Regions from separate parts of the Sus scrofa genome. Here region 2 is linked to region 1. A link is a contact called in public Hi-C data. All regions are on one chromosome and are shown on one strand. The core of a region is the stretch at or near the end of the contact, and the rest is flanking DNA. Distances in the headings are between cores, read along the strand shown.

Evidence for each region. A called contact is a pair of places that touch in the nucleus more often than the background predicts.
Region 2: a contact with region 1 is called in a Hi-C map of embryonic fibroblasts, with 7 times the contacts expected there. The contact joins two enhancer-like sites. A contact is called at or near these places in 28 of 47 Hi-C or Micro-C datasets (adipocytes, alveolar macrophages, blood and 15 more) and 2 of 2 datasets of contacts at active chromatin or transcription factors (alveolar macrophages and skeletal muscle).

What each region holds. Positions count from the first base shown.
Region 1 is chr13:160,149,455-160,156,073 of Sscrofa11.1, forward strand. DCBLD2 (discoidin, CUB and LCCL domain-containing protein 2) reads left to right here. Exons shown (of 16, transcript XM_021070662.1): 14 at 3,415-3,464; 15 at 5,403-5,540; 16 at 6,282-6,619. Among named protein-coding and RNA genes, the nearest start is that of ST3GAL6, 73 kb to the right of the region's middle. Within about 2 kb of position 3,872, at least 20 of the 83 cell types and tissues checked have an H3K27ac peak or open chromatin away from gene starts, as enhancers often do. A contact at or near this core is called in embryonic fibroblasts, where this site is marked.
Region 2 is chr13:160,315,456-160,322,074 of Sscrofa11.1, forward strand. No RefSeq gene overlaps it. Among named protein-coding and RNA genes, the nearest start is that of CPOX, 14 kb to the right of the region's middle. Within about 2 kb of position 3,461, at least 6 of the 83 cell types and tissues checked have an H3K27ac peak or open chromatin away from gene starts, as enhancers often do. A contact at or near this core is called in embryonic fibroblasts, where this site is marked.

The DNA of each region.
Region 1 (6,619 bases), core at 2,622-5,121:
GACAGGTGATATTATCAGATGATTGTAGGAGGAATGGCAGGAGTTTGAGTGGCTAGATTGAAGAGGAGTGAAAGACTAGAAGAGGCATCAAGATGAGTTAGGAAACTACTAAGGCCATGCAGCAACATAACAGCAGTTATACGGAAGGGAGAGAGGGATGGGGTGAGGTTTCCCACTGGGTCGGTTAGGGGCATGTGACTGGCTATTTGTTCAGAAAGGAGGAGGTTCTAGGGTTTTCTGAAGTTTCTGGCTTGTGCAATTAGACCAGTAAAGATGTCAGGAGTTGAGAGAAGGAGGGTCAGGTCTGGTGACTGGCAGTTTGGAGGGACTTAATTTTTAGCCATTCAACAAATATTTGAACTCCTACTCCCTGCCAAGTAAGTATTGAGCCATGTGCTGGGTGTCCAGTGGTGAACCCCAAAGTCTGTGGACCATCCACCATGGAACCTGTTTGCTCCAGGGCCCAGCAGGTAGGAATCACGGGATTGTAGATAGGTAAAACAGTAGCCAATATTCAATTCATGACTCACTCAGCTTATTACTCATAATTAGCACACAGCACAGGTTAATCAAAGTAGGGAAAGTGGGTGACAGACCACCCCTAGGAGATGCCTAGAAGGAAGCGTTTCAGCACCAGCAGTAGTTCTCTGTCCAGCCATGGGTCCTGTTATACATGTTGAGTGGGAAGTCCCTCTTATCTCCAAAGGTCCTCCAGCAGCATCCATCTGGAACAGCTCTCAGCCCCAAAAGTACCAGCCTCCAGAAAAAAGTGCTCAGGTCACTTGGCTCAGTGGCCTCCTTTTAAGGAGTAACTGTTACCCAGGGGAGGAGTCTCAACTGCTCTGTCTCAGTTGCTCTGTCTCAGTTGCTCAATTGCTCTGTCTGTTCCCTTGACGCATATGGCCCATCGGACTTCTTATCTAAGTAATATTCTGAGTTTATCACTTAAGTCACTGGCAGTCCTATAGCAGGTGTTTCAAAACAATTCATAGGGAAGTTTGCATGCGCCACTGAGACTCTATTTTGAACTATGTAACATGTCTTAACATCGCTTAAATCCTGTAAGTTTCACACAAGATGAGTAGGAATCACAACTCAAAAGAAACCACGTCTTAGGGAGTTCCTGTCATGGTTCAGTGGTTAACGAATCAGACTAGGAACCATGAGGTTGTGGCTTCGATCCCTGGCCTCGCTCAGTGGGTTAAGGATCCGGCGTTGCCATGACCTGTGGTGTAGGTCACAGACGTGGCTTGGAGCTGGCATTGCTGTGGCTCTGGTATAGGCCGGCAGCTACGGCTCCGATTAGACCCCTAGCCTGGGAACCTCCATATGCTGCAGGTGCAGCCCTAGAAAAGACAAAAAGACAAAAAGACAAAAAAAAAAAAAAAAAAAAAAAAAAAAAAAAAAAACAAGAAAGGGAAAAAAAAGAAACCACATCCTAACAGTATGTTCCAGGGGAGGGAAAAAGCTGGAGGAGTGCGTTGAGCCTGGGTTCTGGTGCTGGGGATGCTGTCTGTGCAGAACCAGAAACTTAGTTTGAGAGCAGGAGGGAGGGGCAGGGGGAAAGGGTTCTAGGAGAGTCCAGGAAAGAAGGGTCACCATGCTTGCAAGTAACTGGACAGCCACAATAATAGTGATGAGAATAGCAGCAGCAGCAAATTTTTATAAAGGGTAAAATTAAATGCTTATTTTACACATTATTCTAAATACCTTACATGTTTTAACTCATTTCTTTCTCAAAACAACCTGTGAAGCAGGTATTGTTATAAATTCCATTTTATAGAAGAAAGTGAGACCAAGAGAGCATAAGTAACTTTTCTGAGGTCCCCTGGTCAGCACAGAGTGGAGATTTGGTGCAGGCATCAGAAGCTGTGCCCTTAACCCAGAGGCTGCTACTGCTACCTCTGACCCATCTGTTGATCAAGTCCAATCCTCTGTGGGTAAAGCCCAGGGGTGTGGAGGTGAGGACTGGGAGTAGAGCTTTGATAGGGAGGCAGGAGGCACAACCTGAGACGAGTTTGGGAGAGTGTTCAAAGGACCCTGTGGACATTCAGACTCCTGAGAGGCACGTGGAATATGAGCCTATTAAGGACAGAAGGTCTGAGCTGCAGGCATGAAGTTACTTGTAAGAACACAGTAGATGAAATTGCTGATATGTGGCTTTGTGACAAGGAATAAAAGAAGTACCATTAAGGGGCCGTGGAAAATAGGAGAAAAGTAATAATAAAACAGCTGCATATGTTGAATCCCTGACCCATCCCAGGCATGGTTCTAAGTACTTCACATGTAATGAATAACCTAAAATAAAGCTTTGACACTGAGATGGAGCATATGAAATTCTTTATAATGCAGTCCCTGGATAGCTTCAGGACCTACTGTCTTTTCCACGAATTTTACATTATACCTTACTTCGAAATAATGAAGTAGTGTATTTTTAAAACGAGACAGCTTTTTGTATCGATAATAAAAACATAGTCTTACACTGGAAAAGAATGCTTCCAAGTAGGAAATGCACATAGCTCACGCTCTTTGAGAAAGCCACATTTGCAATCTTGATCAAATCACCTAACTGTCTTATCCTCATTGATAACAATAGATCAGCTTCTTTATCTTTAGCTCGCAGGGCATTATTTTCATTGGTTTTACATGCCAGCATCAGAAAATGTCCTTTTGTGTGCTTAGTTTTTTCTTTGTAAAAGGCTTTTGGTAGATAGCAATTAATGTTAGGAAGGGGTAAAGGTTTCTCCAGGGGAGGATATGTTGGAATTCTGAGGAGGAGGTGGGGAGAACCTTTGTTACTGCGCATGTGGCCCTTGGCCGCCAGGCATGGAAAATCCTGTTCTCATTATTAGTGAGAGCGTTGGCTTACCCTGTACAGGATGGAGGAATCAAGATTATGCAATTACCGTATTATGTGATACTTTAAACTTCTCTGGGGCAAAGGACTGTAGAAAAAACCAACATGTTAATAACAATGTAGAAGAAAATGTAGGGCTTTTTCTGTGAACTTTGTGAATCAACTAATTTGTGAAATTCATATTTGAAACTAAAATCTAACATGATTTCCCCATAGTAACCCACATGTCAGGGTTGGGCCTTGATTTGGTTCAGCCTTTTAATCTGCACACTTAGTCTTTTTTTAAATTCCTTTATCCATTTTTTTGTGGCAAATAGTTGGCTAATAAGATATCTCAGGAGATAGTTGTTTAATATTTATTGAGAGTCCAGAATTTATGAACTTCAGCAGTGGCAACTTTAAAAGTCAAATGAAAATGAAACCCCCCCAGGTAGATCAACAAGTAGAAATGTGTACTCTTGACTAATTATTAACTTTGGTGTTTATCCTGCAGTTTCAGAGTTTTCTTGCTAGTGAATTCATTCTATTTGCTATTTTTTTTTCTTGTATTTTTCCAGGAAGAAAAAAACTGAAGGCACATATGACTTACCTTATTGGGACCGAGCAGGTACTTCATGCATGGCTTTGCATCTCTTTCCATCAGAGGGAAGCCCCTGCCCTCCAGGTGGCAGTAGTGACAGAGGAGTGTCCTTTGCAGGCCCACGTGAACTCCCCAGTACTATTAGAAAAAGGGCATTCTTCTTCTGATTGTTTTTACTTTTCTCTAAATTCTCTTCTAGCTGATAAGTAATGAAATGAAACATAAGAATTTCCCATAACACATATTCTGTTCTTTTTCTTCTGGAGAATTTGTCTGGTTTGCCTCATGCATGTGTCTAGCTTGAGACCAGGTTTCTGTGTGGTGAACGTGAACACTGGGTAAGAAGCAGAGGATTGCGGTCCCAGTGACACAGTGTGTGTGTGTCACTCTGCTGTGGATATTTACCACGTGGAGTCCAGCAGTTTACGAGTCAGTGAAATCTTCCATGAGTTATATCTTATGAATTTCTACTCTGTGGTAGGTGGCAGGTTGCCACAGGTTACACTGGGGGCCTTCTCCAGGTCTTATCCTTCCCACTTCTCACTCCCAGAGTGACTAATAGGAGCCAGTCCACTGTGACTAAGGTTGAAAAGAGCTGTGGTGGGGACAGACCATCCCAGAGTTGATCTTGGGAAGAATTTTTGAACGTAATTAAATTTATTAAAAACCACTGCTGTAACAGACTGAATCTGGCTATACTATAGTAGTAGTGATTTGCCCTAGTATACACTTTTGATAGAGATTTCTATTGTGTTCTGCTTTGAACTGGATATTCTATCAAAGCAAAATACAGACTTGAACAACTTAAGGAACTAGAAAAAGAACAAATTAAACCCAAAGTTACTGGAAAGAAGGAAACAAAAGAAAACAGGAAAAAGCAGAAAACAGCAAGCGTCGGCAAGGATGTGGGGAAATTTAACCCTTGTGCACTGTTGGTGGGAATGTAAAATAGTACAGCTTCTGTGGGAAACAGAATTTTTTGGTGACTCCTCAAAAAATTGAAAATAGAATTGCCATATGATCCAGCAATTCCACTTCTAGGTATAGACCCAAAAGAATTGAAACAGAGATATTTTTATACCCATGTTCATAGCCACATTATTCACAATAGTTGAAAAATGGAAGCAACCTAAGTGTCCGTCAGCTACTGAATAGATAAGCAAAGTGTGGGATATACATAAAATGGAATATCAAGCCTTAAAAAAGAAGGGAATTCTGCAGTATACCACAGTGTGGATGTACCTTAAGCACATGCTAAGTGAAATAAATAAGCCAGTCACAAAAAGAAGAATATTATATGATTCCATTAGTACGAGGTACTTAGAATACTCAATTTTTTTTTTTTTTTTTTTGCTTTTTCACCCCGTACCCACAGCATATGGAGGTTCCCAGGCTAGGGGTCGAATTGGAGCTCACTGCCTGCCTAGGCCACAACACAGGAACACCAGATCCAAGCCATGTCTGCGACCTATACCACAGCTCACAGCAATGCCGGATCTTTAACCCACTGAACAAGGCCAGGGATCGAACCCCCAACCTTATCGTTCCTAGTCAGATTCATTTTCACTGTGCCAGGACAGGAACTCCAGAGTATTCAAAATTATAAACACAGAAAGTAGAATGGTGAGTTCCAGGGGCTGGCAAAAAAGAGAATCAGGAGTACTAGGTATGGATTTTAGTTCTACAAGAAGAAGAGAGTTATGAGATGGATGTTGGTGATGCCTGCACAACAGTATTAATATAGTTGATATCACTGAACTATTTGCTCATAAATGGTTAAGATAGATTTTATATCAGGTGTATTTTACCACAATAAAAAAAAAAAAGCTTGAACATAAAGGCTAGTTTGTGTAGACATTTGTTATAGAAATGGCTTAAACACAACCAGATTTCTCCCTTCATATACTATTGCTGTTTCAGACATAGCTTTTCATTAATTCTCTTTTGCTTATGATCACAATGAAGGCTGGTGGAAAGGAATGAAGCAGTTTCTCCCTGCCAGATCAGTGGAGCATGAGGAAACCCCAGTCCGCTACAGCAGTAGTGAAGTGAATCACTTGAGTCCAAGGGAAGTCACCACAGTGCTGCAGACGGACTCTGCAGGTAATGAGTGGCAGCTCTGGAGCCACGGGTGGAGGGAGGAAAATGCTATACTTGCTATAAGTGCTTTGGGATTTAACAGTATCTTTCATCTTTTTCATGATGAGCTAGTTTTCCAAAGGTAGAACCACTTTTTAAAAGCTCATCAAGAGTCATTTGTGTTTTAGATATTCTATCCATAAATTTGGGATATTAATTTCTAAAAACTTAGGGCACTTTGTTTACCTGGAATTTCATGTTTTTGGGGGGGAATTGGGGGTATTAAAAAGGCAGCAGGAAAGACACAGTGGGCCTTACAGTAATTCCCTATTGACCCTAGGGAATTCCCTATTAAATACATATTTTAAGTATTTTCTAGTATTTGAAAAGGAAAAAAAAAATCTGTGAAATGATTTTCCAAGACTAGCATTATTCCAAATACTAGTATTTGAATATTTACTACTATTCTAATACTAGTGTATATTAGAATATTTATTTTCCAATGAAATATTATCTGAAGAACATATGCGAACACTCTTTATGCAAAACCACATGAATGACGCTTTCTGGCACATCTACAAGATAACATCTTTCATTTTAATTTTTTAAGTTGGTTCTTACTGGAAAATCCATAGGTCTCTATTGATAGCAAACACTCCATAAAGTGTTTGCTTTGGTATAAGCCTTCAGCTGCCATCCTCAATTGTAAGATCCCTGCGTTAATGACGTGACATTTCTGTTGTCTGTGTTTTGTGACTTCCACAGAGTATGCACAGCCACTTGTGGGAGGAATTGTTGGCACACTCCATCAGAGATCCACCTTTAAACCAGAAGAAGGAAAAGAAGCCGGGTATGCTGACCTAGATCCTTACAGCTCTCCTGTGCAAGAAGTTTATCATGCCTATGCTGAACCACTCCCAATCACTGGGCCTGAGTACGCCACCCCAATTGTCATGGATATGTCCGGGCACCCCACAGGTTCAGTTGGTCTGCCCTCAACGTCCACTTTCAAAGCCACAGGAAACCAGCCTCCTGCTTTAGTGGGAACATACAACACTCTTCTCTCCAGGACTGATAGCTGCTCTTCAGCCCGGGCCCAGTAT
Region 2 (6,619 bases), core at 2,211-4,710, 170 kb after region 1:
AAGAAATAGGAAATGTGTTAGGTATCATGAGCATAAATATAAATTTAAAGCTTACACCAGCAAGAAGAGTTTTTGAGGAGGGAAATACATGGTAGGGTTAGGAGATGGAGATGTTTTTGACAAAAAAGAACAAAGTTGAGAAAGAAACACATACTAATGGGACAAAAAGTGCAATGTTAGACAAGGACAGAGAGAAAGCAGAGCAACTAAAATGTTATATCAAAGAGAAAGACATGTCAAACAAAAATCTCAGGAGTTCCCGTCGTGGCGCAGTGGTTAACGAATCCGACTAAGAACCATGAGGTTGCGGGTTCGGTCCCTGCCCTTGCTCAGTGGGTTAACGATCCGGCGTTGCCATGAGCTGTGGTGTAGGTTGCAGACGCAGCTCAGATCCCGCGTTGCTGTGGCTCTGGCGTAGGCCGGTGGCTACATCTCCGATTCAACCCCTAGCCTGGGAACCTCCATATGCCGCAGGAGCAGCCCAAGAAATAGCAACAACAACAACAAAAGACAAAAGACAAAAACAAACAAACAAACAAACAAAATCTCAAATGTTAATAGTAGTAGCAGGGAAGTAGGAAGCAGAGGCAAATCCAAATAGACTGTTAAGAAATCAAAGTGTACCTAGGTAATTTAAATCAGGGGTCATGTCCAGATCTAGGTGAATTTTATTCTTTGATTGGAATAATGTCCTCTGGAAATGACTTAGGAAGTAGTATTGGCAATGTTTAAAGAATATTGGAGAGAAATGCCAAAATACAACTGAAGAGTTTTATATCTTGGTGGAGAAAGTTCAGATTGCACTAGGTGATAATATGTATATTTACACCAATTGGCATCTGAAAATCAAAGGTAGATTTTATTGGATTGGGAACAACGTAGCACAAGGCTTGGTGACATGTTACAAGGCATTAAACTCCACTTTATCTTCTTTCCAATTTATCTTTCTGAAGTCAACAATTTGGATGAACAGAATTTTATGCTCTAATCAAACTTACAAAAATCATAAATCTGGACATACATGATGACATACCAAAGGCCAAGAGAACTCATCTGGTTAAACCCAATTGACTGAAGCTAACATAATGAAACATAACTAAAGATGAGTATAAAATTCTATATTTCAGTTCAGTGAATTGATAACTCATAAACCGAGGAAGATCCTATTGAACAGCAGTTCATATAAAAAAGACTTATGTTTTTAATTGGTTGAAAGTGCAGTATGACCAAAGAGCTGAAGGCAAAATAAATTCTATTCACTGTTTTGCCCTCAGACAGATAAAGACCTGTTCTATTGGATGTTGGATCTATACAATTGCAGAGGCCACTATGTACAGAGAAGAGATAAGGAATTTTAGCTCTTGGTCTCATTCCTCAGAATCTCCTCTTGCTTGGCCTGGAGTTGCTCCTCAAGGTGCTCCCTTGATTTTAGACCTGCAGGTCTCGGTCTGGTCTGCCAGCAGCTTCTTGCTGGGCTTGTCTGTTTTGGGGTTGTTTGTTTCACATTCAGGCTGTTGTATATTCAGCAGTGGTCTTATATTCATGGTATCTACTGAGCAGCCATGGCAGAATTCTCATCCAGGCTACCTTCTCAGCAACATTGAGTGTGGATAGTACATTTTGCACGCTATGTCCCCATGCTTGCCCTCAAGACAGGCCAAGGTGTTTTCCCAGCCTTCAGCCTGAGAATAGACAGTCACAGACTTCCAGATGATCGACCCATTTTAGATCAGCTTCCAAACCTACTGCTGGGAGTTGACAATGGTGATTTCACTGGTCAACTTTGGGTCCAACCAGACCTTTTTGGTGTGGTGAAAGATAGTGGAGGTGGGCCTCTTCTGAAGCCCCATGGCTGCAGTTCAGTTTTCAGTAAGCCATTTTCATGACCAGATCACAGGAAATAACTAGTTCTCTTGTAACTGCAATGACTCTGTTCTCAGGGTCCACCATTCAACACACATCTAACACTTCCCAAAGTAGCTGATTTGTGCTATATGGTAAGAAAGGTAAACAAAGACTTGGGAGCTTTTTGTTTAACATTTTTGTTATATTTGTATTTAATTCTGGTGCTACATTTTCAGATATTGGTGAACTATTGCATAACTGAATGAAGGATAGTTTCATTTATTTCAATATTTATGTTATAAAGTAATAGGATTTAGAAATGCTTAAATGTTGATGAAATGGATGGATAAAAATCCTTTACAACAACCCTGCAAAACAAGGTTCTTAGCTATGGGAAAAGCAAGATCTAAGAGAGGTTAAGTCACATACCTACAGTCATACAGCTAATTAGCAGCAAAGTGAATTTTGAACTCCTCTCCGTTTGACTCCAAAAATCCAGGCTTTTTCTAATGTGTCATTCATCCCACTGGATTCATATAAATGCTTTTTTTTCTGATTTATTTATGTAAGACTATGAAAAGACCTATAAGGATACAAATATTTAAAATACATTTAGTAATACTTATGGGCTCATATTGAAAAAATGAAAATATAGTATACAAAATATAGAATTTCATATTTTATAATATCAACATATTATAAAATAATATATCACACCAAATAATTCTGGGTACAGTATGATATATGAAATTTCTTCTCTAATTCTTCAGATATACCTATTATTTCTAAATTGTTCCCTATAGGCTGGAACTTTATTACATATAATTCTAGTAATAGTATATGAAATTATAGCCTTCAAAATAAATACAGTTTTTATATATGAACTCTAAGGAAAATAATAATCGTTTACTTTAATAGACTCAAGGAAATAGTAATAAACATGCATTGTGACTTCATATGATAATGGATATATAAACAAATATATTTCACAGAAAATAAAATGCACAAGCAATAAGAATACATTAGTACGCTAGACTGCATCCGCTTTAGACTACATCGTTTCTCTGGAGACATAATCACAAGTGTAGAAAACTTGTATCTCAAGTCACTGTAAAAGCCATTACCATAGCTTTAATTGACAAATGTTGGTTTGTTGTGGTTCACTTAAATGCATGTTTCAATGAAAAAAAAAAAAAAAGAATCCTACTTTTGTATATTCCCCTTGCCCACCAAAACAGCCTGGCCATCATCCAACAGAAGGGAAATTATGATCTCTAAAAGAGATTCGATTATATGAAATTGTTCTTCTTAAAATAAGAGCAGACAATTGCATGAACTTTTCAACACTGGTTTCAAACACACACACACACACACACACACACACACACACACACACACACACACACATCACCACCACCACCACTAAGAATAGCAACCCAAAACTTCTAAACAATGATCTGTGGTCTGGACAATTCTTGGTTTGCATCTTAAAGTGCTAGAACTCCTGGACTGCTGGGGAAAAATGCTTGGTATTTAGTGTGAAAGCCTTGGCTGTTTCTTAGAGGAACATGTGTTTGGTTTTGGATTTCAGCATTATATGATTCAGTGGCTAGAAACAGGACTGCTGAACTAAGAGCCAACATGAACATGTGTTTCAGCTGGGAGAGGGTCATGCAGGGATTAGTCTCAGGTGTTGGGAGAAGAGTTATGAAAGTGGGTGTCTGTGATCTGTGAAGTTCATTGGCAAAAGCTAAAATGCTGGCTGGAATGATGGGAATATGATCTTAAACAAAACTTGTAGGGACAAAAAGTATTTTAAAACATTCCTCAGGCCTTTGTTTTTTTCCCATGCCCTTTTCCTCTAAGAAATCTAGATTAATGGATAACATTTTATAATTTATTTTTATTTTTTAAAATAAAAATGTATTTTTAAAATTAAAAAAAAATTATTTTCCTATACTTTTATTATCTTCATTCTCACAAACTGGACCAGAATAGGAGACTTTAAATGAATAACATTATGAGCTGTATTGTTAAGAATGTATGCTTTACAAAAGGCAGCATGGGTTTGAATCCTGTTTTGCCACTTTATTTAATTGAGGCACTCTTCTAGGCCCTGGGAATGGAGCAGTAAACAAAACAGACAATTCCTGCCATAACAAACCACACCTAGTAGCTTCAGGACATTAACTACACTGTAACTCAGCTTCCTCCCCAGTGGGGGTTATAAAGGTACTTACTTCTTGGGCATGTTTCAAGCTTTAACTGAGTTGCTTTACATGAAATGCTTAGAACAGAGCAATGCCCATAGAAAACATTGAATAAATATTAGCTATTACAATAAGACTTTGTTGTGGTTAACTTGTTTTACTGCGAAGCATAACACACATACAAGCTCCTCTAGCCAAGCCTTTTCCTTAGGCTCTGCTTCGGGGGAATCCAAACTTTGACACAGCCCTTCATTGACTATGCATGTTCTACATATCTTCTCCCTCTCTGTGGCTTGCATTTTACTCTTATTTATTTATTTTTTTATTGTTATTTCCCCAATACATTTTTTTTCTACTGTACATCATGGTGACCCAGTTACACATACATGTATACATTCTTTTTTCTCCCATTAGCAAGTGACTAGACATAGTTTTCAGTGCTATACAGCAGGATCTCATTGCTAATCCATTCCAAAAGCAATAGTTAACTCCAAGCACCCAATCCATCCCACTCCCTCCCCCTCCCCCTTGCAACCACAAGTCTATTCTCCAAGTCCATGATTTTCTTTTCCATGGAAAGGTTCATTTGTGCCATATATTAGATTCCAAATATAAGGGATATCATATGGTATTTGTCTAGGCTCTTTTGATTAAAAGAAGTTCTTGATTTTCATTTAGATAAATTTCTCAATCTTAAGTATTTTTTGTGTCTTGGTCATGAAACCCTTCACTACCCCAAAATCAGAAAGATGTTCTTCTATATTCTCTTCCAAAAACTTAATTTTTAAACTCTGGTATTGAGAGTTGTAGCCCATCTGGAATTGATTCTGTGTGTGGTGAGTGGTAAGGGAAAATTTCTTACTTGTTTCATAGGGTATCTAGTTGGCTATGTTGGGAGAACAATGGCCCTGCAAAAATATCCTTGTCTTAGTCCCTGGAACCTCATAATATGTTAGCCTCCATGGCAAAGGGAACTATACAGATGTGACTCTGAGATGAACAGTTTATCCTGGTATGTCTGAGTGGGCCCAGCCCAACCAGATGGAACCCTAATATAGAATCTTTCCAAGCTGTGGCCAAAAGGAGACTTAATTAGGGAATTATAGTCAGGGAGATAGAATATTGCTGGCTTTGAAGATGATGGAAGGAGCCAAAATCTGATGCAGACTGGGGAATGTGGGTGGTTTCAGGAATCTGAAAATGGCAAGGAAACAGATTTTCTTCTTCTAGAACCTCAAGAAAAGAACACAGCCCTGCTAATATTTTGATTTCATAACAGCGAGGCCTGTGTTGGACTTCTGACCTAAAAAATTGTAAGGTAATACAATTATTTTAAGCCACTAAGTTTATTGGTTATTTGTTTTGGCAGATACAGAAAATTAATATATTGACCCAGCACTATTTATTCAAAAGACCATATTTTATCCAGTGTAGCTTTGCTACTTTGAACAAGTTCTGGGCCAGAGATTCCAAAGTTCCAAAGTTTGCCTCTCTTTCTATTGGGAACCCTTCTCTGGATCTAAATTAAACCTACCTCTCACCCCTCACATTCCAATTTGTCTTGTTCTTGACACACTGATCCAACTCTGAAGAAACCATTAAGAAAATGCTTTCCAAACTCTATTCTCTACCATGCATTTGAAGAATAACATTCAATTTTATTTCTATGCTTCCCCCTATTGCTTTTACACTCTATTCAAATTATTACTAATTCTCTAGGACTCATTTTTTTTTGTCCTCTGTAAAATGGAAGAATTTGTTGAATCGTAATTTTCAGATTTTGCTCCTCTAAGTCCTAGGCAGTGGAAAAATTAGTTTACATCATAAGTGTTGGAGGTGTGACAAACAGGGGAGGCATTGACCAGCCTGAAAACCTCTTCAGTCAAAATTGCTCCACTTTCTCTTCACATATTAATTGAACTTCTTCACAGGATTTCATTTGAAGTGGTCTGATACTAAAACAAATTTGAAAACCATTGGATTAAGTTTTTTCTGGCTATAAGCAATCCAAGACAATATCCCATGATTCTGCAATCTTAATAGAGAGAAGAGCTGTTTTATCTATTTACACTTTGCATGTTTCAGAGACTTAGAAACATATGTTTCTAAGAAATGCAATGACTAGGTACGTGCATGATATATAAGGTTTGGCTGAATGCAAGTAGTAACTGATCTGGCAGAGGGGACCTGCACGTTTTGCCAGAGGAGGAATGCACAAGGCCAAGGTGGTAAAGTGAGAGAGATTTACTAGGGCATCAGAGGGAGATGGGCTGAGTTCAAGATGGTGTCAACCTCAACTGTGAGGAGGTGCTAGGCTTATAAAGGATCTGTAGCAGGAATCTGTGGCTGGAATCTGTGGCTGAAGTTCACGATGACGGTAACTTGTGGCAGGAACAATGAAGAAGGAGGAGGGGAAGGTCAAGGGAGGGGTAGGGGGTCGAGTCCCAGGACAGAGGGCAGTTAATCCTTTCAGTTGCTTCCTCTATGCAGGTGGTTGTTTTCTGCAGGCGATTGTGGCTTTCTGCCCTTGAGCATCCACTTTCCCGGAAGTGTGTAGATCTTGT